Regions from separate parts of the Mus musculus genome. Here all the other regions are linked to region 2. A link is a contact called in public promoter capture Hi-C data. All regions are on one chromosome and are shown on one strand. Each heading gives the region's core, a stretch centred on a gene start, on an enhancer-like site or on the middle of the called end of the contact. The rest is flanking DNA. Distances are from core to core; before and after follow the strand shown.

What was found. Promoter capture Hi-C pulls out the DNA fragments that hold promoters and counts their contacts.
Region 1: a contact with region 2 is called in a promoter capture Hi-C map of pre-B cells, with 2.7 times the contacts expected there. The contact joins the promoter of Prpf38b here to the promoter of Psma5 in region 2. A contact is called at or near these places in 3 of 39 promoter capture datasets (the C10 cell line, cranial neural crest and pre-B cells) and 1 of 115 datasets of contacts at active chromatin or transcription factors (memory CD8 T cells).
Region 3: a promoter capture Hi-C map of pre-B cells shows a contact between it and region 2, with 4 times the contacts expected there. The contact joins the promoter of Fam102b here to the promoter of Psma5 in region 2. A contact is called at or near these places in 2 of 39 promoter capture datasets (cranial neural crest and pre-B cells).

Annotation. Positions count from the first base shown.
Region 1 is chr3:108,909,933-108,913,424 of GRCm38.p6, reverse strand. Prpf38b (PRP38 pre-mRNA processing factor 38 (yeast) domain containing B) reads left to right here and starts at 1,696. Exons shown (of 6, transcript NM_025845.3): 1 at 1,696-2,261. The coding sequence starts at 1,983.
Region 2 is chr3:108,255,315-108,258,771 of GRCm38.p6, reverse strand. It overlaps Psma5 (proteasome subunit alpha 5), which reads right to left and starts at 1,846. Exons shown (of 9, transcript NM_011967.3): 1 at 1,467-1,846. The coding sequence starts at 1,495.
Region 3 is chr3:109,025,581-109,029,412 of GRCm38.p6, reverse strand. It overlaps Fam102b (family with sequence similarity 102, member B), which reads left to right and starts at 1,806. Exons shown (of 11, transcript NM_001163567.1): 1 at 1,806-2,228. The coding sequence starts at 2,092.

The sequences.
Region 1 (3,492 bases), core at 447-2,946, 650 kb before region 2:
ATTGGAGTTTGGCGATTCGCACGGCAGGCTGCTCACCTCATGGCATTCAGGAGCAGAGGAGCACTAATGGAATTATTCTGGCCATTGCTGAAGAATGGACTGAAGCCAGAAATAATGCAAGCAATACAAAGTAGACGTCAAGGTCATATTTAAAATTATGCATATGAACTATTTTTCTTTTTTCCAGTGATAGGGCTGAAACTCTTGCTTGCTAATGAAGTCTCTACCTTTGAGGAACATCCTCAGCCCCTAATGCTCATATCCATGAATGAGCACAGGAAAACACGTTTCTGTTGGGATTAAACCAACGTTGCCCATGCTAGCTAGGCACCTCGTCTACCATTAAACTACACCAATAGCCTGATTTTTTTTTAAGTCAGATTATTATACCAGTCTAGTCTTGGCCTCTTGATTGTTCTGCCTCAGTCTCTGGAATGTAAATTTCCTTTCAGACGTAGCCATCAAAACCAACCTAGCCTGATTTAAATACACACACACTATAAGGATGTGGGGTAGCCTTTGGTAAGCATTAAGTTCCTAATGTTTCATCCACACATTACAGACATTTTATTGCCACTACTCCCCACGAAGCACAGCTCCCAGCTTCTTGCCAACTGTGCTATTTTCCATCTCTAAGCCTGATTTTGCTTTCTATGCTTAAGCCATTCTTTGCTCAAATCAGGCTTATTAGATGGTAAATAGTAGATGATGGTCAAAGGCTCCAGCAGCCTCTTAACTCTCAAACACTATTAATCTTAAATTATTAGTACCTTTGAGAACAGATACCCTGATTACTTTCCCACCTTTTCTCCATCTCCATTCCTCACTCCCTTTTCTAAGGCCTAGCCCAGTGCAGCGGTACCATAGAACTAGCATCTCACTACATGTGGTAGCTCAGGACCCAAAATCCCAGTATCTCGAAGGCTGTGGCGTAAAGATTGTCTTGTGTTTGAGGCCAGCCTGAGCTACATGCTAGCCTCAGCTATAGTGTGAGACCCTAATTGAAAATTAAAAAAAAAAAAAAAAAAAAAAAAAAGGTGAGTCAATGGAAGCACTCCACGTAGGGTAGCAGATTTTATGTTTTTTGTTATTTTGAGATTGGATGTCTATGGAACTTGGCTTCAGAATCACAGACCCGTCTGCCCCTTCCTCCCCAGCACTGGAAATAAAGCGGGCGCCACCACACCCAGTTGAGAGTACTTTCTTTAAAGCTCACAACCCAGTTAAAATATTATCCTAATCTTAGGAGAAAAAAAATTTGGGGCCGTCTACGACTTCCGGTAGGACACTATTACCTCTGCGAAAGCCTCAAGGACTCTATCGGAGTCAATTCCCTGACTCTAGTCCTTTCTGGAGAATCTAACAAAATTAACTCATGAGACTTCGACCGCTCCGCAGGAGCAGTCACGCATCCGTCCAGAACACAAGTGTCACGAGACCCTCTTCCTGCCTCGAGAAAAATCAAGCAACGGATGCAAACTCTAAAACATAGCAACTGTGTCCAGACCCCCTTCCCCCTGGGCCAAAGTCCCAGGAGGAAGCCACCAGCCCGGCACACAGACCACCGGAGCCGAGCCAACACGCAACGACCTCGCGCAACCAGGAAGAGGAATAGCCTGCACACACGGGCGGCTCTGATTGGCCACGGCCTTAGCTCGAACGCCCGGGCGTATGGCGTCACTTCCGCTGGCCCCGCCATCTTGTTCCCAGGGGCAGTTGGCGGAAGAGATCGAGCTCCTCTGCTGCCCGTTCTGCTTTGCGTCCGGAGTTCTCCCCGCCTCGTTTTTGGCGTCCGTCTCGGGCCCGGGCTCCCGTGTGTCGGCGTCCCAGTTGCAGTTTCCCGCTCGGCTGGGGCACAACGCGGCGGGCTCCTTGCCCCGACGGCCTTCCATGGAGTAGGTCCGGGACCGTTGTCCCGAAGAGCGCGATCGAGCTTGGCCTCCCTCCTCCCGCCCGCCCTCCTTCCTTCCTGCCGCGGCACCATGGCCAACAACAGCCCCGCGCTGACCGGCAACTCGCAACCGCAGCACCAGGCGGCCGCGGCCGTGACCCAGCAGCAGCAGCAATGTGGCGGCGGCGGCGGCGCCACCAAGCCGGCGGTGTCGGGCAAGCAGGGCAATGTGCTGCCGCTGTGGGGCAACGAGAAGACCATGAACCTCAACCCCATGATCCTCACCAACATCCTGTCGTCGCCTTACTTCAAAGTGCAGCTCTACGAGCTCAAGACCTACCACGAGGTGGTGGACGAGATCTACTTTAAGGTACGCATCCTCTAGGCCGCGTGTCGGGGGTAAGTTCGCCAGAGCGGGGTGTCGGATACCGTGGATGCACCCCCTTTCCCTCCCTCCTGAGACCCGCGGATTTGGGGGAGGGGGAAAGTTGGCGGAGGGAGAAGTGAAGCTTGGGGCTGGTTTGGGACGGGTCGGGCTAGGGCCGCCCTCTTTTTTTCCTTTTCAGGTTTTGTTTTTTTTGTTTTGTTTTAATAGCCGGGCGAGCCCGCCACAATCGATCTTTAACCTACCCCAACCTCCTGCCTATCCCTAGGGAGCTGTTGGGCAAGAACTCTAGGGGAGAGGAGAAAAGTAATACCAGAAGCCTGTCCAAGTTCACCATTTTTTAAAAAAATGACTCCTTTTTACCTGTGTCGACTAAGCACTAACTCGGTGCTTCTGCCGCTGCCCCCCGGGCCAGCGGAATTACTGAAGTAATTACTTCAATGTCGGCCTCGTGCTCTTCGTTAAGCTCTCCAATCCCGACAGAAATTGGCCAGTGAGTGTGTCGGGTGGGCCGGGAGGGTTGAGGGTGGCGTGGAGTGCCAGGGCAAAAGAGGTGTACAGAAGGCCTGGAAATTTTTCCCAGCAGGAAGTCAGGAGTCGAAGGTGTCAGCCACCTGTGCGTTGGGCATAATTAGAATGCTCTGGGCCCTGGGCTTCTTTCTGCGGCAGGGTCGGTGCTGGCTTGGCTGTGCTGGGGAGCTCACCTGGCGCCTCCTCACTGCACTCTTGTCTCAGTTCTTGTTTCGTTAGCAGGATTGACTCAGTCTTGCAGCGAGGCTCGGAGCAGCCCAGGGTCGCAGGTAGAGGTATGCACTATTAATCATGCTCAATCGCCAATAAATGCATTTCCCTGGTTAAATGAATGGCTAATTAGGTTTATTTTTACCGGTTTGGTGTTGGGCCATTGATTTTGGTCTCACTAACTAGAGTCTCCACTTCCCTACAAATTAGGTAGTTTAAAAAATAACCTTCCAGGCCTCCGAGGTTAATTTATATTTTAATGAGTATTAATAGTCTTCATGTCTTCAAGCATTTTCGCTAGAGCATGTAAAGTAAAACACATCCAATTTTTCTTGTCTTGACATACACGTGGAGATGTTAACGAAAAGAGATTCTGTATATTTTACCTACTTTTCTCCCAGCCACTTGTTCAGGTTAATGAGAGATTTTTGAGGTACTAATTGCTTTTTATAGACAAACCTTTTAACTTTGTATA
Region 2 (3,457 bases), core at 597-3,096:
CCCTGGACCTATCTGAATTATCAGCTTCTTTGTGAAGCTTTCCCCAACCTCCAACAATGAATGCAGCCTCTCATCAGAACGTCCAGTGCTGCCTTAGATTCCTCTAGTAACATCAATACATTTCTGTCTCACATTACAGTTACTGTTGCAAACAGGAGGGTAGAGATCTTGATTCTGCTCACTGCTGTAAAACCAGCTCCCTAAACAGTGCTTCTTGAACACAGCCAACGCTCAAGAACATTAGCTAAATAGAGGCCTGGGCTTTATTTAGTCTTAGCAAATACAAAAGAAAAAAATCCACAAAGCAACTAGTTCATATAAATAAATGGGCAAAGCTCAGTAAAGCCTTTCAGATGAGGATCACAATTTTCTTAACATTTTATCACCTAAAGATGACTCTCTTCAATACTCTGGAAGCCAAGTGTTAACGACCATTTTACTTGACAACAGGAAATAGTTTTAAAACTTCACCGATATTTTCTGAGTCAGCAAAAGGATGGAGATTAATATGTATGTATATATGTGTATATATAAGTATGTATTGAGCCTGTCAAAATTGTGGCACCTGGAATGACATATATATATTTTGACAGGCTCAATACATACTTGCCAAGAAAAGTAATTTCTCAGTGGTAACCTGGAACTAAGAAAATGTCTGCTTTCCCTAACTTTTAAAGGAACCCAGTGGTTTGCAAAACTGCTCAAAACAGAAACTGAAAGTTACAGTATCTACAGCATTTATGACAGTATTAGTTAGCATTTTCGAGACTTGAAAGTTTTTAGGTTGTCTGCTCTTTTAATAAACACAACCACACAGCTTTGACTTTACAAAACATTTAGCTTTCAACACAACACTAAAATTAACTTGCTTTCAAACCTCCTCTCACATACACACACTTTGGTCAAATGGAATCAGTGTATTAAAACTCTTCTGAGAACCACTGTACATTCAAGTTCCCACAAAACCAGATTGTAGGCAATATATTTATCCGAGCATAGCTGAAAACTGCCTTCGCTCTTCAAAAAAGATTAAAATGTACAGCACAGGACGGATTCCTACAAACTCATCCAATAGTCTCTGGTAGCTTCTATTCAAGGAAACTCCTTTCACTTTTCTTTTTCCTAAGCAGTCAGACTTAGGTTGAAAAGACGGACGCAAGGCTGGTGTCCCCCTAATCTACTCCAGGTTAAAGGTCCCGATCCCTCTCCGCCGCCTGCCCCAAGCAGCCCCAGCCTCTCGCTTCCGCGGGGAGTCAGGATTAGCGGTGACTCAGCGGGACAAGTGCAACGGGTCCGCTGCAGTGTAGCTTGGGGAATCTCGCCGGGCGCCTCGGGAACCAGATTCCCCGGGTCCCGCCAGACTTAGGTTCTCCGGGCGCCCCATGACACTGCAGAACCCAGGCCGCGGCGCGGGCCCCAGGCCCGCCCACCCAAATTTCGACCCTGCTGCTTCCCGCCGTACGAACCTGTCGTACTCGGACCGAGTGAGGAACATGGCGAGGACAGAAGGAGGCGGCAGTGGCTACGCGGGGTTCCCAAAGGCCACACGATTGAAAGCAGCACCCTAATCAACCACACCGCCACAGCACCAAGGACCCTGCAGCCGTCTGCGCGTGCGCACGCGACCTTTTTAGCCCGCCCTCCCGTGCTTCCCTTTTATTGGCTGATTGATATTCTCGCCGCGATGATTGGACTTGACAAGCTTCTTCACCGGACCTGGGTTAACAGGGAGGCGGAACTAGAGAGCACTTCCGCTTTCCGTCACCCTTGGTTGCTACGGGCGCTGGGACTCGAGGCAACCGGTGAGAGTGAACCTCGTCGTCGAGGAGTGAGCACGCCGCGCTTTGGATGGCTGCAAGACTTGGCCTGATGACTGGGTTGTCGGAATCGTGACGTAAGTCTCGCCAGCTCGCGTAAATGCAGCCGGGGGACACCGGTCTCTTACTTCGCGCTCGCCTGCCCAGCTCTTCGCTGTCTTCCCGGCTCGGTGGCAGCCGGAACTAGGTTTGCTGAGGACTTTTTGACTTGGGTAGAGAAATGTGTGCGCCTCTACCAGCGTGCCCGGCAGTTCTGCCAGCCGGGCTTGTTGAAAAAAAAAGTTTTAAAAGTTGATAGGTTCTAATCAGCAAGAACGTTTTTCAATTTCTTGCATAGGTACGATTATTTTATCAAGTCTTTCCTGGATTCGTACACATCACCACCACCACCCTAACTATCCAAGTTTCAGACCCAGACCTGGAGTTCAGTATCGGAGCTTCAGATTAGTCACTGCTTTTAAGGACCTTAATTTGTGTATGTGCTTCTTGTTTTCTCTTCCTAAGGGTAGAAGAGCAACTTGAGCTTTTTTTTTTTTTAAGAAACATTGTAAATGAATCATTTATCAAAGAAAGTTAGGTGGTTAAGAAGTCCTGACTCGGGCTGGAGAGATGGCTCAGGGGTTAAGAGCACTGGCTGTTCTTCAGAAGGTCCTGAGTTCAAATCCCAGCAACCACATGGTGGCTCACAACCATCCTGAATGAGATCTGACTTCCTCTTCTGGTGTGTCTGAAGACAGCTACGATGTACTTACATAAAATAAATAAATAAATCTTTAAAAACAAACAAAAAAAACAAAAAAAAAAAGAAGAAGTCCTGACTCTCTAGGAATGTAACTCGGTGACAGAGTACTTTCATAGCATGCATGAACCTCTGCCCAGGCTTGGCGGGGGTGGGGTGTGAGGTGGTCAGAGTACAAAGTTTCAGGTAAGATTAATACCTAATGGAGATATATGATACACCAGGATGACTAGAGTTAATATCTTACACTTGAAATTTTTCTAAGAAGGTAGATTTTAATCACTACCAAAAAAGGCAAATGTTAGTGAAAGTTAACTTAATCGTGATATATACCTATATCAAAACATAATTCTGGTGGCTGGAGAGATAGCTTAGCACCTGATTCCCTTCTAGATGCCCACATTTGGTTCTCAGCGTCCTAGTCAGGCTGCACATAACTACCCTTTATTCTAGCTCTAGGGGATCCACTGCCTTTTTCTGCTCTCTGCTGGCCCCTATATATGTGTCACACATAACACACACACACAAACACACACACACACACACACACACATTGAAAAGTCTTTTTAAAAATACCATTCTGGGTTGGGTGTGATAGTTCCTTTAATCCCAGCACTCAGGAGGCAGGGAATCTCTAAGTTCAAGACCAGCCTGGTATACCAAGTGAGTTCCAGGCTAGCCAGGGCTATGTAGAGAGACCCTGTCTCAAAAGTAATATTTTTAAACATCATTTTTTATAATGTAAATGTAAGCAACTACTGTTTGTCAATTATACCTTCATGAAGGAGAAGGAATAGGAGGGAGGGAGAGGCCGTGTAATGAGCCATATTTGTCTGAAAGGGAAAGCTAGTTCTCTGTTTTGCTTTTAGTGAAAGTACTTACTTTTAGCCTACTCCGCCTT
Region 3 (3,832 bases), core at 557-3,056, 770 kb before region 2:
GTGCGGGGTGTGAGAGGTGTGTGTATGTGTGTGTGTGTGTGTGTGTGTGTGTGTGTGTGGGTGTGTGTGTGTGTGTGAAAGCATGCATGCCATGGTGGTGTTCGGGCCTCAGAGGACAACTTTGTGAAGCTGGTTCTCTTTCCACTTTTCCATGGCTTCTCAGGATTGAAGTCACACTGTGGACGCTCCTGAGGTCCGGCTTGCACTGAGGCTCTTTACCCACCGACATTTCTCTGCAGTCCAGTTTTGTCTTTAAAAGGTCTAAAAAAATACATTTATTTATTTATTTATTTATATAATGCAAGTGTATTTGTAGGTGTGCATGCCTTACAGTGAACCTATGGATGGAGGTCAGAGGCCAATCTGCGGGATTAGCTAGTTGCTTCTTTCTGCCATGTGAATTCCAGGGATGAAACTCATGTCCTGCAAGTTCCTTTAACACTGATCCATCTTGGCCAGGCCAGGACTTTAAAATTATTACAAGCAGGTTTTGGGTTTTGGTCATGGAATCTATCTAGCCAGTAACTGGTGGTTTAGGCAATTAAAATATTTTATATGAATAAATAAATAAATGGGCTGGAGAGATGGCCCAGCAGCTCCAAAGGGACTTGGTTCACTTCTCAAATCCACAGGGCAGCTCACGACTGTCCCGTTTAAGAGTATCAGACACACTTTATGGTCTTTGCAATTACCAGACACACATGTAGTTCACAGGCCTGTAACACAGGCAAGAGACCCAGACACATCAATTGAATTTTTAAAAAACGTAAAGGAATGATCTACAAAGAGGATTCTTTTGAACTACACCTTTTCAAAAATTAAAAAGGCCAGATGCCAGGCTGGGGATGTAGCTCAGTTGTGAGGTAGCTTGCTAGCATGCATGAAAGTCCTGGGTTCGATTCCTAGAACTGCATAAACATGACATGGCGGCACATCCCTATCACCCTGACATGGGGATCACAAGTTCAACATCATCCTTGATTACATGGGGAGTTTGAAGCCAGCCTGAGCTAGAGACCTTGACTACAAACCAAACCAAACAACAGTACCTAAAAACACCACCACCCCTCAAAAACAGTACGCAATTAAATTGATAACATACGTTTTAACAGTAGATACTGTGTGGGGGGGGGGGGGACAATTGATATTCATCTAAAAAGAATTTTTTAAGTATGCCTTTAGAATCTGACTTCATGTGTTCACAGTATGTACAGATTTTAAAGGGGAAAGTATTTTAACTCCTCTGGTCCTTTTTCTTTCCTGGGTGACAGAAATTAAATAAACAAGCCATCAATGACGGGAAACACAAGGCACAGCCCCTTGCTTGGGCACTTGGTGTGGCCACAGCAAATTTTAATCTTTTCCTTTCTCCTAGCTGACTTTCATCTAATGTTTAAGAGCTAGTGGGGTTTAGAGACCCTACAGAAGATTTTTAGGTTTGGGATTCTATTTGTCTCTATTTATCTTCAAACCCAGAGGCCGTGAAATCACTGGAGGGGGAGGGGAAGAAAGGGGGGCGGTGCAAACCCAGAAAGGAAAGGCGCAGAGGAAGCTGCACAAGGAAGCTTTTTCGGCTGGGTTTGTCTTTTTTTAACCCCGGGGAGGCGTGCCGAGCTCGCTGCTGTCGCGTGTTAGCTTGCCCAGCTTCCCCGGCGGGGCGCGCGCCCGCCCGGAGCTCCTCCGCCCTCCGCGGACCGCCCGCTTCCGCGCTGGGTGCGCTTCCGGCTGCGGCCGCTGGGGGCGCCCCGGGCAGGGAGGCGGCAGCGACCGTTCTCCTAGCGGCGCCTCTCTCTCTGCTCGCGATCAGACGGGCGGCGGCGGCGGTACGGAAAGGGCGCCCACTCCCCGGGCGAGCTGCAAGGCGACCGCTCCTCGCGGGCGGCCGGGGTCCGCGCTGCAGCCGCCGGTGCTCTCAGGCCCGGGCTGCCGCGACAGGCGGCCCCGGCTCCCGCCGACTCGCGGCGCCCCCCGGCTGCGCCCCCACGCGCCGCTCGCGGCCCGGGCCATGGGGCTGGGCGGATCCGAGGCTCGGCCGAGCTGAGGCGGCGGCGCCCGTCCGCGCAGCCCGCTCGCCGGCGCCTGGCCCTCACGATGATGAAGAAGAAGAAGTTTAAGTTTAAGGTGGACTTCGAGCTCGAGGAGCTCTCCTCGGTGCCCTTCGTCAACGGGGTCCTCTTCTGCAAGATGCGGCTGCTGGACGGCGGCAGCTTCACCGCCGAGTCCTCCAGGTAAGGAGCCTCGGGAGCTGCTCTCCCGCGGCTGCCCGCAGGCAGGGGCTTCTTGCACGGCCAGCATCCCTTTCTATGCTTGGCCCCTTTGCTCTGTCGAGCTGCCAGCTCGGTGAGCTCATCGTCCTCCAGAGACGAGTCTGAAATCAGCCAGAGCATCGAACAAACGGCACCAAGTGCTTCGCAGTGGGCTGGGCTGGTTGTCCCGCGCGCCTATCTTCAGGTGGCCCCTGAGTCTGCTTTCCCCCCAGTTCTTCAGGAACGGTGGAGACACAGAAAGGATGCTTCTGGTTTGTCCAAAGACATTTCCCATATTTGCAAAATCCAAAGTAGACCGTAAACCTTAGAGAAGCGAAAATGACCCAAACTGTTACAGTCCAAGAGCTCCCACTCGGAACCGCCTGTGGTTGACGTAATTACTGAGACTTTACTGGGACTTAGGGTGGCCACGATAGAGCTTGGGATACGCCTGGTCGGGCTTGTCTTGAGTCAAGCGTTCCTGGCAGACGAGACTATGTAGTCTTTGGCTTGCCTTAGAGCTATGTCTCCAGTTAATGTGCTTATATTCTCAATTACCCATCTTCAAGTGGCCACTAGTGGGTCTCAGTGAAAGACTTAGAATCAAGAGAGCCCAGACCTTATCCTCCATGTCCTTTTAAAATGAGCACCTAGACACTGGGAAAGAATCTGACAGCAGGTGACAGAACGCAGCCATGTATGGCAGGATTCCTTGAGTAATTTAAGGGCAGGTTACACATTGATAGATTTGCTCTTAGATATTTTTCTCTACAGAAAAACAAGATACATGAAAGAAGTTTTGGAATGAACTTTTAAGTTCTTAAAGTCAAGGAGAAGGGGCTAGTCGTCAATATATGTTTTGTCTACGTAAACTTCATTTTTACCCTAAAAAATATTCTTTTTATCTGCTGTTCCATTAATAATGTAAAGGAAAAAATGTCAATGGGTTGTGGGACGGAAGCCAGAAAACTGCCCTCTCTGGCAATAATGAATCCCGTGGAAGCCAGGAAACGCCAAATTGCCTAAATGAACAGATGTACGCGGCACTATTGATCCTCAAATTTATTTTTAAAAATCCACTGAGGATAATTTTCAATATTTAACTGTGATGACAAACCTGTAGACATTCAGCTAATTGATTATACAACCATTTTAACACTGCTGTCAGAGAACAATGAACTGTGGAGAGGAAAAAACTACATGCATACATACATACACACACACACACGCGCGCGCGCGCGCGCGCGCGCGCGTGTGTATGTGTGTAAAACTTCCTAGCTCTTGCAATGGAAATCCTGAACACCATGCGGGGGTCAAGTGACAGCCTTACTCTGAGGCCTAGACAAAGTTTTCCTGGAGGGTTCTTTTCCCCCTCCCCCAAGTTGGAACAGATAGACGTAAGCCTCTGCCTCAATGGTGCCACCTGGTGGTCAGAACATGGGCCTACCTACCTTCTTTCTTTTCTACCTCCTTTTCTGCATGGAGTGTTGATTTGCCTCACAAGTCAGTCAGTCACAAGTCTGACCATTTCCCCCCCACACACACCTCACTCCCAGTACACATGTCCACTGGGCCGTTTAAACATA